Regions from separate parts of the Muntiacus reevesi genome. Here region 1 is linked to region 2. Evidence: chromatin contacts called from public Hi-C data. All regions are on one chromosome and are shown on one strand. Each heading gives the region's core, a stretch centred on a gene start, on an enhancer-like site or on the middle of the called end of the contact. The rest is flanking DNA. Distances are from core to core; before and after follow the strand shown. Region 1 holds the start of RB1 (RB transcriptional corepressor 1). Region 2 holds the start of MED4 (mediator complex subunit 4).

What was found. A called contact is a pair of places that touch in the nucleus more often than the background predicts.
Region 1: a Hi-C map of muscle shows a contact between it and region 2, with 5 times the contacts expected there. The contact joins the promoter of RB1 here to the promoter of MED4 in region 2. A contact is called at or near these places in 2 of 3 Hi-C or Micro-C datasets (blood and muscle).

Annotation. Positions count from the first base shown.
Region 1 is chr11:16,802,945-16,810,214 of mMunRee1.1, forward strand. It overlaps RB1 (RB transcriptional corepressor 1), which reads left to right and starts at 3,017. Exons shown (of 27, transcript XM_065902292.1): 1 at 3,017-3,516; 2 at 6,243-6,369. The coding sequence starts at 3,383.
Region 2 is chr11:16,613,931-16,620,382 of mMunRee1.1, forward strand. It overlaps MED4 (mediator complex subunit 4), which reads right to left and starts at 3,846. Exons shown (of 7, transcript XM_065901821.1): 1 at 3,695-3,846. The coding sequence starts at 3,819.

The DNA of each region.
Region 1 (7,270 bases), core at 1,767-4,266, 190 kb after region 2:
GTAGAGGAGTTTATGAAGTAACAGAAGAGAGGAGGGGAAGAAGGAGGCTATGAATTTGTGGAAGACTAGGGAAGCTTTAAGAGGAAGTAGTTCACTGTGTTAACTGCAATAAAGGTCAAGTAGGTTGAGACCAAAAGGAAGCCATGAGTTGACAATTAGGACACTGGTGACCTTTGAAAGAGTGGTTTCAGTGGAGTGCTGGAGGCACCACTAGTAGGCTGAGGAGTTGCGAGAGAAGCACAAATGGGGACTACCCTTTCAAGAAGCTAGATGGGAAAGAAATGGAAACAGTGTGGTAGTTTACAAAGAGGTCGAGGGACTTCCCTGATGGGCCAAAGTGGTTAAGAATCTGCGTTCCAATGCAGGGAACAAGAGTTTGATCCCTGGTCCTGTAACTAAGACCCCCACATGCCACGGGGCAGCTGGCCTGTATGCTGCAATTACTAAGCCCTCCAACTCTGGAGCTGGTGCTCCGCAACCAGAGAAGGTTCACACACCACAATGAAGAGGATGTGCACCAGGACAAACACCCAGCACAGACAAAAAAAAAAAAAAAAAAAAAAAAATCAAAGAAAAAAGTCAAAGGCAGATTTCTTAGACTACGGAAGACTTTAAAAATAAAAAGTCTCATATCACTGAAGGGGCCTCAAACTGAAGAGAGTTCTGTCTCTAGGTAGAAAATCTAAGAAAGAATTTTTTTTGGTTTGTTTTACAGTAATCTTAAAACTACTATGAAGGTGCAGAAAGATCAGGGGAAACTTTCTTGGAGAATCTGTAGACTTTCTAACAGTTCTTTGGCAATGCAACAGAAAGCTGTGGGAGGAATGTATGGATTTTAATTGACTCAATTTGTCCTGAGTTTTGTATAAAAAGTTTATTTTGGCTGCACCAAACAGTGTGTATGACCTTAGTTCCCCAACCAAGGCTTGAACCTGTGCCCCCTGCTTTGGAAGTGGAGAGTCTTATTCACTGGATTTAACGCTCGGAGACTTAACCACTGGGAAATCCCAGGACTTTAAATGTATCCATGGTAAGATACACATCCTTTTGTAAACTGAGAAATCTGTGAGCTATCATCATTACGGTAAACTCAGGTATTGACAAAATGGGTTTAATAAAGCAAGTCATATCTATATATGAAGAGAGTTTACTTCAGTTCCCAGACTTTCCTCTGCTTTCCCTCCCTCCTGTGTTTTAGCAAAGAAGCATTTACTGTGTGCCCAACACCATGCTAGGTACTAAGGTTACATTAATGACTGGTCTCTATATGGAAGGAGTTCACTGGAGCAAAATTATTGGTTTTGATGTTTTTTGGTGGAAACAAGTGAAAACCCCAGCTCCATCAAGGTCAGCTCCAGGGCCAGTCAAATCAGAGGCTCAGTCATGTCACCAAGGACCCAGATTTTCTGATATTACTACTGAGCCATCTTTAGTGTTTCTGCCTCATCCTCAGGTCAGCTTGTCTTAAGTCACTATGGCTGCAGCAATTGCAAGTGACACATTCTCAAAATAGTTAAGGGGTAGAACTATGTCATCTGTATCTCATTTTAGAGGCTCCCAGCAGACTATCTTTGATCTTGCAAAAACCAAAACTGCATCTTACAAAAACCAAATTGTATCCTGTGCCCCTGACTACTGTGCTCGAATCCTGGGAAAGAAGAGTGGAATTACCGCTGTGATGGTATTTGCCCTCTGAAGTTGGGTCTGGGCATGGACCCTAACACCTGATAAACTTTGAGTCCCCAAGAAAGAGTTTCTGAACTTTGGCAGAACTTGTTGTTGAGTAGGCCAATAACTGTTAGCTCTTTTTCACATTCTGGCATAAACCATACTATATACAGAAAATGATAATCCATTGTATGGCCCACAGGGATAAACCCAAAAGCTACCACTTGCCTGAAGGTGTCGGCTGCCTCAGCCCTGCTCAACTGTTCCAAGGATGAGGGAATTCACATCAGAGCACAGCTGTATTTTATTCACAGCACTTCAGTTGGGAAGCTCCGAGCGGGCAACCCACAGCATCTGCCAGTGAGACAAAAGCAGGTACTCAAACTAGGCAATCTATTAGCATAAGTAAATACCAAGAGACAGGAGACACAGTTTCTAAGTCAATGTTTGACCATGGTAATTCCTGCAAACTCTTTTCTGATGTCTTTGTGCCTTGCATATGCTATTTCTCTCTTCTTGGTGTTTTCTTTAACACAGCCTAATGGATAAGTAGAGTCAAATATATCTGGGTTCAAAACCTCTACCACCCATCGGCTGTGTGTGTAAGTCACTCAGTCGCGTCTGATTCTTTGCGACCCCATGGACTGTAGCCTGTCAGCTCCTCTGTCCAGGGAATTCTCCAGGCCAGAATACTGGAGTACTGGGCAAATGAATTAACTCCTCTGAGCCTGTTTTCCTTTCCAAAGTGTAATACGACTACAACTCATTTTAAAAGGCTTTTTCTGCGGATTCGGTAAGATAATGAGGTAAAATGGCCAGAACAATCCCCTATGCACATAGTTAAGTCCTCCTTAGATGTGAGGTCCTAGCAAACTTCTATTCAAATGTCCCTGCTCCTCTGAAGATGTCCTTTAGACGTTTCGATGGTACTTCCTGGTTTTAACTCTATTAAAACCGCGCAGCACCTCGTCATCCGTTCTTTGCCCGCAGCGCCCACCCCTCTTCCCTCAAAGAACTCTCAAGAGGCCAGTTTCGTCGTCCCATCCTTGGTCTCCGCTAGCAGTGGGCAAAATCCAGCTCCTCATAGGTGTTTCAGAGGCTGTTTGTTTTTTGTTTTGGCCGACTTCGCTTAACGGATTGGGCGGGAGGAGCGCGGGCGAGCGGGAGGGCGCCGCCCAGGAGGAGAGGGGCGTGTCCGCCCCGGGTGCGCTCGCCCGATACTCCCCGGCGGGGGCCTCGGCCGCAGCCCCGGATCCACCCGGCTATAGCGAGGGGGCCCGCGCACCCAACGGGCCGGGTAGCTCCCTTACTCGGCCACCCACGCCCGCAGGGGCGAGTTTCGAGGAGAGGAAGACTGAGGCGGCGGCGGCGGCTGCCTCCGGGCGGGCGCCTGGGTTGCAGGCCCGGGGCTTCCCGCCCGCTCGGCCCACGCCTTGCCTCGCCTCGCCCAGCACCCCGGTGCCCTCCCGACGCTGGCGGGCCCGGGAACCTCGCGGACGTGACGCCGCGGGCGGAAGTGACGTTTTCCCGCGGTTGGACGCGGCGCTCGGTTGCCGGGCGGGGGAGGGCTGGCCCGGTTTTTTTCTCTGGGGAACGTTCAAATTATTTTTGTAACGGGAGTCGGCCGAGGACGGGGCGTGCCCGAGGTGCGCGCGTCCTCTCCCTTCCCCGGCCCTCCTCAAGCGCCCGCCGGTGCCTGTCCTGGGAGCGCGTCATGCCGCCCAAAACCCCCCGAAGAGCAGCCGCCACCGCCGCCGCCGCCGCCGCCGCCGCCGCGGAGCCCCCGCCGCCGCCCCCTGAGGAGGACCCCGAGCAGGACAGCGGCTCTGAGGACCTGCCTCTGGCCAGGTGAGCGGCCGAGCCACCGGTGGCGGGCGGCGAGCGGGGAGGGCGCCCCGAGGCTGCGTCGGCGGGCGCCGCGGCGTCTAGGCGGGGGCGCGTCCCCGCGGGGCGCGGGTCCCGGCGGGAGGGCTGTCCCCCCCTCCACCACCCCTCGCGGCGGAGCGCCCGGAGGGAGCTGACAGAGGTCTGGGTGCGGGCGCCGCCAGGGGATGGCGGCCGGGAGGGGGTCTCGGCTCCAGCTTGACAGGTGTCGGGCGGGTGGGGCTCGGGTCGCTGAGCGAAGTGACAGGTGCCGCCTTTGCTCCGCGAGACGGCCCTGCGCATCCGGCGGGTGATTTCGAGGCCCCATCACACGCAAAAGAGAAAAAAAGAAAAGAACTAACTGGTGTCTGCTGGACAGGTTTTTCTTCCCGTTGAGATTAGTAGTCCTCCAGTGGTCTTTTGACTTTCTTTTTTGGTCTCCTGCGATGCAACAGTTGGAAGTGGTTGTTTTTTTGTTTTGTTTTTTTTGTTTTTTTCCCCTCTGGGCGCGCAGCTGTATCTGAAGCCCAGTCCTGGGAGAGACAGCCAGAAAAGCCTTGGATGAGGCGGCAGAGATGCCCGCGGACGTGACGGGCAGGGTCCTGGGTGTCAGTTACCCCCCAGGAAGCTCGACTGAGGCGCCTTGTGGCGTTCTCTTAAAAGGGGATTTTCGGTTCTTGGGGATTCACGGCCATCGGTAGTGACTGGTGGAACGTAGCTCTTTAGAAAGAACTCGTGCCTGGGTAAAAATATTGTGAGACGTTTAGCCCAAGAGCTTAAAAGTTCCTAAACTTTTCTCTTGTTTCCCAAAACTTCTTGCGTATTTTCGTTGGCTACAGCGTGCCTCGTTATTTCTTCCATTTTGCCTTTTGGCTTTGAGCCAGCAAGGATCCTGGTGTCCTTGGGGTTTTTTTGTTTGTTTCGTTTGTTGGAGTAGAAAACGAGTGTTTTTGTGCTCACGTGGAGTTGTTTTTCTTCTCCTAAGTAGATTCTAAATTTAAGCAAGTCCACGATAATGCAGTGGAACTTGACAGGCAGATAATGTATTGCAACATCTTATTTTTCTTGATTGTGATGCTTTATGGTTAGAACCAAAAATTGAACGAGTATAATTATCCATTATTATTGTCAGCAGTGGCCCTGCTTTGAGACTGCACATCAATTACAGGGGAATGGGACTCCTTTCTGTCTCCCTTCCACAGTTCTAGTCTATCAGCAGGTCCTGTTTCTCTCACCTCCCCCTGCACTAACAGAATTTGGGACAAATTGTTAAAGATTGGGAAAGGCTTTTGGAAATGGCTTGTGAAAGGCTATTAGAAATTCATATATGACTATCTTATGAATTAAAAATCATTCTCACTAATGGGAAAAAAAAAAGCCCAGGGATGTTCTAGGAGAGGACGTTGGTTTCTGATTAAACTCTGATATGTCCAGTATTTTCCAGTTTCCCTTTGGTAAGAGCAGTGAAGTTTACTGCAAAGAACTCTTACGTTATCGCAGAGCTTGGACGCATTCTTGAATATTGTAGAGTAACCGGAAATATTGAAGTCCTGGCCATCACCCGGGAAAAGAAAGTCTTTGTTTCTATTTTCCAGCACTTCATTTTATATACTTTTAAATGATGAAACTATCACAAATTCTTTAAGTCAGAACCATGCAAGATAAAGTCTATTCTCGATTATCCTTACCCATAAAATGTGTCCTTATGGGCTATCAAAAACTACAGGTTAACTATTTAACAAGGATAGAACCACTGCCTGGCAGTCTGAAGTTGAGAAATTTACCTGGGGTGGGTTCAGGGCCCAGTCCAACTGCATTTCCAGTGATGGAGCCCATGTCTACTTTGAGAATTGGGAGTTTACTTAAGGGAAACAGCACACCATTTTCATTCTTGAGATAACCAAAAGTTAATTATGTTTCAGAGGAGGTTGGCAGTCTGGAATAGTGCTCAAGGGCATGGATTATAGACTTAGATTATTGGGTTTCTATCAGGGTTTGTACATACTGCCTGATTTCAAGTGAGTGCTTTAACTTCTCTGATTTGGTATTTGTAAAACAGGGATAATAAGAGGATTTACCTAATAGGGCTGATGTGGGGATTGAATCTACCTTCATCTAAGGTACTTTGTGTGGGATCATAATAAATACTAAAAAATTATTAGCTATTCCTTGTACTACTACTATTATTATTAGAGGTCAAGTAGACATTATGTGATTGAAAAAGAATTAGACAAGAAGAGTTTTTTGACTGCTTGTCTTGGTTAAGAAAAATCAGGAAGAAAAGGCTGAATTTAATCATCATGTAAGAACTACTAGTAAGTAGGTTAAATAAAACACTGTGAAGGGTACACTGCATTTTATCAAAAGTTAATGATATTGAATTGGTTTTGTAATATTGTCTATTGCTTTCCTCCTGCTGTTAACCAACCCAACTTTCCCAAACAGTTTTAGCTCTTGTACTTACTTTAAGCTATTTTGCTGCTCTGAAGTAGCAAACATTTTTCACTGTGTGGTATTACCATTCTGGAAAGACTGAAAAAGATAAATATATGTTTAAATTCTAAGTGTAATTTTTTCAAAGATAAAAAAGATTCTAAAGTATTTAGTGATGCTGTCTTTCAGGGTAGTGCTATTCTATGCAAACTATTGAAACGTTTATCTAATTAATTTGATTGTAAATATGTGCCTATTAATATTTTTTCATTTGGTAGGCTTGAGTTTGAAGAAACTGAAGAACCTGATTTTACTGCATTATGTCAGAAATTAAAGATACCAGATCATGTCAGAGAAAGAGCTTGGTTAACTTGGGAAAAAGTTTCATCTGTGGATGGAGTATTGGTAAGGAATGTCAAAATTTTTTGAAAACATTTTTTTAATTTCAGAAATAATTTTTAATCACTATAAAAAATTTTGAAAGTGGAAAATTATAAAGCAAACTTACTAATAATCCTATCACCCAGAGGTAATTTATTTCTGATAACATGAAAAATTAAAAAAACCTAACTCTCCATGTAAGCCCCCCACCAAAGTATTTTAAAGCAAATCTTAGGTTTCACATTTTATTCATAAATAGTTCACTATGCTATAAAGACTTTTTAAAAAACAAAATGACTCATAAAATAATTTTAATATCATAATATATAATCAGTATTGAAATGTCCTGATTGCCTTATAATTATTTATTTAGAATTCAGAATCTTTGATAATATTTTGATATTCCATTTTTTTCTTGAATACATATGCATATATATTCAACATCTATGTATATAATAATATCACTAGCAAATAATTATTGACACTTTATATGTACTGGGGAATATTGTAAGCACTTTATAAGTAACTCATCTGACAAGCCTTTAAGTTGTGAAGTATAAAATCCTTATTTTACATGTAAAATCTTCATTTTATAAATGAAGATACTGAAGCTGAGTGAGATTGAGTAACTTAACTAAGGATCCTGACTAATAAGATCTAAAACACAGATTTGGGATCATACATATAGTTACATATGTAATTGCATGTAGTTTTGTATCTTAAAAAATATTTTTTCTTAACATGAGCATTTTATGTTGTTAAATATTTTTTGATATATTTGATAATGTCATTTCCAGTGGTGTTATGATATTTTATCCATTAGATGTATTCTGATTTGTTAGCTTACTGTTATTTGACATTTCCCCCCCAACTTTTTGGAGCTGTAAAATGTGATAAACATCCTTATTTGTAAGAGTGATACCTG
Region 2 (6,452 bases), core at 2,596-5,095:
CCTTGTAGGTCAGGTTAAAGGATTAGTATTTCACTCTAAGTGCAAAGAGAAGTTACTAAATCATTTTAAACAGGAAAAGGACAGGACCTGATTTATGTTTTTAAACAATTACTGAGCTATCTGGAGACAAGACTGTAAGAGAGCTAGAGTGAGAATCAGGTTAGGTGATCTTTGTAGGATCTCAGGCAAAAGAATGACACTGGCTTTGACTAGGTCCTAGGCACGAGGATTTAGTGATGGAAACGGGAAAACGTGGCCAGACTTAGGGTATATTTTGGAGGCAGAGCTGACAGAACTTGCTAATACAACCAACTATTTTAGCTCATTTCTGTATCCCATTAATGAGATGAAGAGAGTTGAGAACTCCTGGCCTAAATACAAGCTGGTCTCTGGGGGCGGAGGTGGGGGTGCGTGGGGAGTATGGTGGGAGATGTAGAGAAAGGAAGTACAGCTGGCTGACCAAGAACTCAGGTACGGACATCAGGCCATGGATTCAAGTCCTGTACTCCTTTATTCTTGTGCGACTTGGAAAAGATGTTGTGATTTTCTGTACTGTGGATCCCTCATCAGCCAAATGTAAGTAATCATAGTGCTACCAGACAGAGCGATTTTAAGGAGGTGATGTCTGTATATATCTGGAGGACTTAAAACAGCACCCTGGCACCCTTCTACACTGTTGGCTGGAATGTAAATTGATATAACCACTATGGAGAACAGTATCGAAGCTCCTTAAAAACTAAAAAGGGATTTCCCTGGTGGTCTAGTCTGCCTGTCAATGCAGAGGACAAGGATCTGATCCCTGGTCAGGGAACTAGGATCCTACATGTGTGTTATGTTAGCAGCTCAGTCGAGTCCGACTCTTTGCGAACCTAGAGACTGTAGCCCACCAGGCTCCTCTGTCCATGGGATTCTCCAGGCAAGAATACTGGAGTGGGTTGCCACTCCCTTCTCCAGGGGATCTTCCCAACCCAGGGAGCAAACCCAGATCTCCCACACTGCAGGCAGCATAGTGCCAATATAAATTTTCATCAGGAGTCAAAGTAACCGGAGAGAATGTAGGGTGGAAAGTGTAGCCAATGGTGTTGGGCTGGAATTGTTATAATAAATCATAGATAGCCATTTCAAGACCTTGGAGCCATACATAACTCCCTAGAGCTAAAAAAAAGGCCCTTGAAGGAAGGAAACATGACTAAAAATTAGAACTATGCATCAATATACACCTGAAATATGTAAAAGTATGCCAGTTCTATTGATACTACAAATTATTTGGATTTCCCTGGTGGCTCAGATGGTAAAGAATCTGCCTGCATTGCAGGAGACCAGGTTTCGATCCTTGGGTCAGAAAGATCCAAATTAATAGGAATCAGAATTTGGAGGCAAATTATTATAGCCCTTAGTTGAAACACTAACACATTCCTAATGCTACATCTTATCCAAATTCCAGTTTAATAATGCATGACAAGTAGTCTACTGCAAATAGCAGTGAACTGAAAGTACAGGACATCTCAGTTCTCATCTCAATTGAGCCACTAACTAGTCACACATCCTGAGCCAGGATCCCAGCAAATGGGATGTTAAATCCATAAATCTAACTTCTTTGAATCGCTAATTCATTTGTAATAGAGATCACTGGATTAAAAGATCCTACATGTCACAGGGCAACTAAACCCGTGTACAACTCCTGAGCCCATAAGCATAGAACTCACCATGCTCTGCAACAAGAAACCACAGCAATTTGAAGCCTGTGAACCACAACTAGAGAGTGATCCCTGCTCATCGTAACTATTAATACAAATAAGTAAGTTAATTTTTTAATAAAACTAAAAATAAAACTACCATGCGATGCAGCAATCCCACTCCTGGGCATATATGCAGAGAAAACCGTAATCCAAAAAGATACATGCACCCCAGTGTTCACTGCAGCACTATTTACACTTGCCAAGGAAATGGAAGCAACCTAAATGTCAATGACAAAGGACTGGATAAAGAAGATGTGATACACATATCAACTGAATATTATTACTCAGCCATAAAACAGAATGAAATAATGTCATTTATAGTAACAAGGATGGAACAAGACATTATCATACTAAGTTGGACAGAAAAAGACAAGTATCATATGATATCGCTTGTATGTGGGATCTTAAAAAAATGAAACAAATGAACTCATTTACAAAACAGAAACAGACTCAAGACTTAGAAAACAAATTTAGGGTTACCAAAGGGGAAAAGTGGCAAGTAGGAGGGATAAATCAGGAGGTTGGGATTAGCATATACACACTACTCCATAAAAAACAAATCATCAAGGATCTACTGTATAGAATAGAGAACTCTACTCAATACTCTGTAATAACCTATATGGGAAAAGAATCTGAAAAAAAATAGATATGTAATAGGTAAAAAAAAAAAAAAAAAAACCCTGGTATTCTTCTAAAAGTTAAATCACTAAAGACATGTTGCCTCTAAGCTTAAATTATACAAAATGTCCCATCTCTGGGAACCCTGCCTCCCAAGTAATAAAAGCATTAAGCTAAAATACCTTGTTTAGCTCACAGGGAACATCCTGACCAGGCCCACCCCTGAAGGACTGCAGGGAGGAAGAAATTAATAATTCCCCTCCAGAAGCTGAGGGAAACATTTGATTTGCCTCCCCTTCTAGTATAAAGGAAGCCTGAATTCTAACTCAGACAAGCGGCTCTTTAGGGCACAACTCTACCATCTCCTCGGTTTGCTGGCCTTCTGAATTAAGTCGCTACTCCCCTACCCCAACAATTCATCTCTCTGTTGGCCTGTCATGAGGCAAACAGTAGGCGCTAGAACTGGATAACTGATATATATACATATACATACACACACATAACTGAATCACTCTGCTGTACACGTGTGTGTGTGTGTGTGTGTGTGTGAGAGCTGCTTAGTCGTGTCCGACTCTGCAACCCCATAGACTGTAGCCCACCAGGCCCCTCGGTCCATGGGATTCTCCAGGCAAGAACTCTGGAGTGAAGTCGCTCAGTTGCGTCCGACTCTGCGACCCCAGGGACTGTAGCCTACCAGGCAAGAGTACTGGAGCGGGTTGCCAGTGCCTTCTCCACTGTACACCTCAAACTAACACAGTGTCTGACTACACCGGGGACAGGCCTTGGGGAGGCTCCGCGCCACAGTCACTGTTGACACAGACGTTCCTCTGGGTCAGTGGGCTCTCCCCACTGACACCAGGCTCCTCGTCGCCGTCGGCGTCTGGTCTCACCCCTGGGGACCGTCTCCCAGCGCGCAGCACCCACGGGAGTTCCTCATACGTCTGTCGAGTGTCGGTGGACGAAGGGACCCACAGCCGGCGACCTCTAACGTCCGCTAAGATTCCCATATTCTGGGGATCCAGGGTCACTGTCAGTAATCTGATGGACGTGAGTCTGAGCAAGCTCCGGGGGATGGTGAAGGACGGGTAAGTCCGGCCTGCTGCAGTCCACGGGGTCGCAGAGTCGGACACGACTGAGCGACTGAACACAACAACAAAGAGGGCTGTTGACCCCGAATCACTGAGGGTTGCAGACGCACTTCCACGACGCTCGGGCACTGTCCCCCGGGGCGCGGCCCTCCCCTTCGAGCCCCGGGGAACCAGCCCAAGGCAGGACGGTGGTCCCGACTCACGCCTCCCGGCCCAGCCCTAGCAAGGGCCTTGGGCCGACGGCCCCACCTCGACAAGACCTCCAGATCTTCCAGCGCTGACAGCAGCCGCTCTCGCGTGCTATTACCGCCGGCAGCTCCTAAGCCGCCGCCCGGCCGCTCCTTCTCCTTCTCGCCGCTCGACGCCGCCGCCATGCTGCCCACAGACTAGCGTGCATGCAGCTGCGCACTGGCGACGAGAGGCGGGCTCCAACGGCGGAAGAAAGGATCGTCGAGGCGGGGAGGAGCGGCAAGCCAGAGCGCCCCCTGCGCGCCTGGCGGTACGCTGAGGACGCCACCGCCCCCTGCTGGTCAGTGAAGGCTTCTCCTTCCACCACCCCACCACTCCCCACACTGGTTCGGTTCAGTTCAGTTCAATTCAGTGGCTCAGTCGTGTCCTACGCTTTGCGACCTCATGGACTGCAGCACGCCAGGCCTTCCTGTCCATCACCAACGCTCGGACTTTACTCAAACTCATATCCATTGAGTCAGTGATGCCATCCAACCTGATGGCATTGCCAACATTGCCATGCAATCTCAGCCTCTGTCTTCCCCTTCTCCTCCCGCCTTCAGTCTTTCCCAGCATCAGGGTCTTTTCCAAAGAGTCAGTTCTTCACATCAGGTGGCCAAAGTATTGGGGTTTCAGCTCCAGTTCCATCCCCTGGAGGCAGAGCCAAACGAGAACGGCGGGCCAACGCGGTCAGAGTGGGCTAGCCTGTGCTTAGTCGCTCTGTCCTGCCCGACTCCAAGTCTCCTAAGCCTTTAGGTTATTCAAGCAGGAATGGGAAGCTTCTGCTCAACGGATTTTCAGCATTCAAAGGAGTTCCTTAATGGCCTGCCTCTGTGTCAGTTTCTTCGTGAAATGGGCTGGACGGGGGCTGGCGGGGGGGCTCCTCTTATTATCCTCTCTCTAGTCTGCATTCCCATAACGCTATTCCCACTTTCCTGTTTGGGCTTTCAGGAAGGCTGTAAACAACTTAGGGCAGAACCGAAATCTATCATATTTCCTCCCCCCCCCCCCCCGTTTGTTTTGGTGGTAAAATGCACTTAGCATAAAATGTACCATCTAACCACGTTTAAGCATACAGTTCAGTGACATTAAGTACCTTCATGTTGTGCTACCATCACCACCATCCTTCTCTCAGTTCAGTTCAGTTCTGTCCCTCAATCCTGTCCAACTCCTTACAACCCCATGGACCTTTGTTGGCAAAGTAATGTCTCTACTTTTTAATATGCTGTCTAGGATGATCATAGCTTTTCTTTCAAGGAGCAAGCGTCTTTTAATTTCATGGCTGCAGTCACCATCTGCAGTGATTTTGGAACCCAAAAAATAAAGTCTGTCACTGTTTCCATTTTTTCCCTATCTATTTACCATGAAGTGATGGGACCCAATGCCATGATCTTAGTTTTCTGAATGTTGAGTTTTAAGTCAGCTTTTTCACTCTCTTCTTTCACTTTCATCAAGAGGCTCTTTAGTGCCTCTTCACTTTCTGCCAGAAGGGTGTTGTTATCTGCATGTCTGAGGTTATTGATATTTTTCCCAGCAATCTTGATTCCAGCTTGCGCTTCATCCAGCCCGGCATTTCACATGATGTACTCTGCATATAAGTTAAATAAGCAGGGTGACAATATACAGCCTTGACGTACTCCTTTCCCCATTTGGAACCACTCTGTTGTTCCATGCCCAGTTCTAACTGTTGCTTCTTGACCTGCATACAGATTTCTCAAGAGGCAGGTCAAGTGGTCTGGTACTCCCATCTCTTTCAGAATTTTCCACAGTTTGTTTGGCATAGTCAATAAAGCAGAAGTAGATGGTTTTCTGGAACTCTCTTGCTTTTTCGATGATCCAGTGGATGTTGGCAATTTGATCTCTGGTTCCTCTGCCTTTTCTAAATCCAGCTTGAACATCTGGAAGTCCACAGTTCACGTACTGTTGAAGCCTGGCTTGGAGAATTTTGAGCATTACTTTGCTAGCATGTGGGATGAGTGCAATTGTGCAATAGTTTGAATATTTTGGGGCATTGCCTTTCTTTGGGATTGGAATGTCAGCTGACCTTTTCCAGTCCTGTGGCCACTGCTGAGTTTTCCAGATTTGCTGTCATATTGAGTGCAGCACTTTCACAGCATCATCTTTTAGGATTTGAAATAGCTCAACTAGAATTTCATCACCTCCACTAATTTTGTTCGTAGTGATGCTTCCTAAGGCCCACTTGACTTCACATTCCAAGATGTCTGGCTCTAGGTGAGTGATCACACCATCGTACTTATCCGGTGATTAAGATTTTTTTTGTACAGTTCTTCTGTGTATTCTTGCCACCTCTTCTTAATATCTTCTGCTTCTGTTAGATCCATACCATTTCTGTCCTTTATTGTGCCCATCTTTGCATGAAATGTTCCACTGGTATCTCTAATTTTCTTGAAGAGAACTCTATAGTCTTTCCCATTCTATTGTTTTCCTCTATTTCTTTGCATTGATCACTGAGGAAGGCTTTCTTATATCTCCTTGCTATTCTTTGAAACTCTACTTTCAAATGGATATATCTTTCCTTTTCTCCTTTGCCTTTAGCATCTCTTCTTTTTTCAACTATTTGTAAGCTATTTGTAATCCTATTTGTAAGCTATTTGTAATCCTATTTGTAAGCTATTTGTAATCCTTCCCTAGAGTTCTTTTTATCTTGCAAAACTGAAGCTCCATATCTATTAAATAATAGTTTCCCTTTCCTCCCTCCCTTGTTGTTTATCCATTCATCTGTCAGAGACACTTGGGTTGCGTCCACAATTTTACAGTC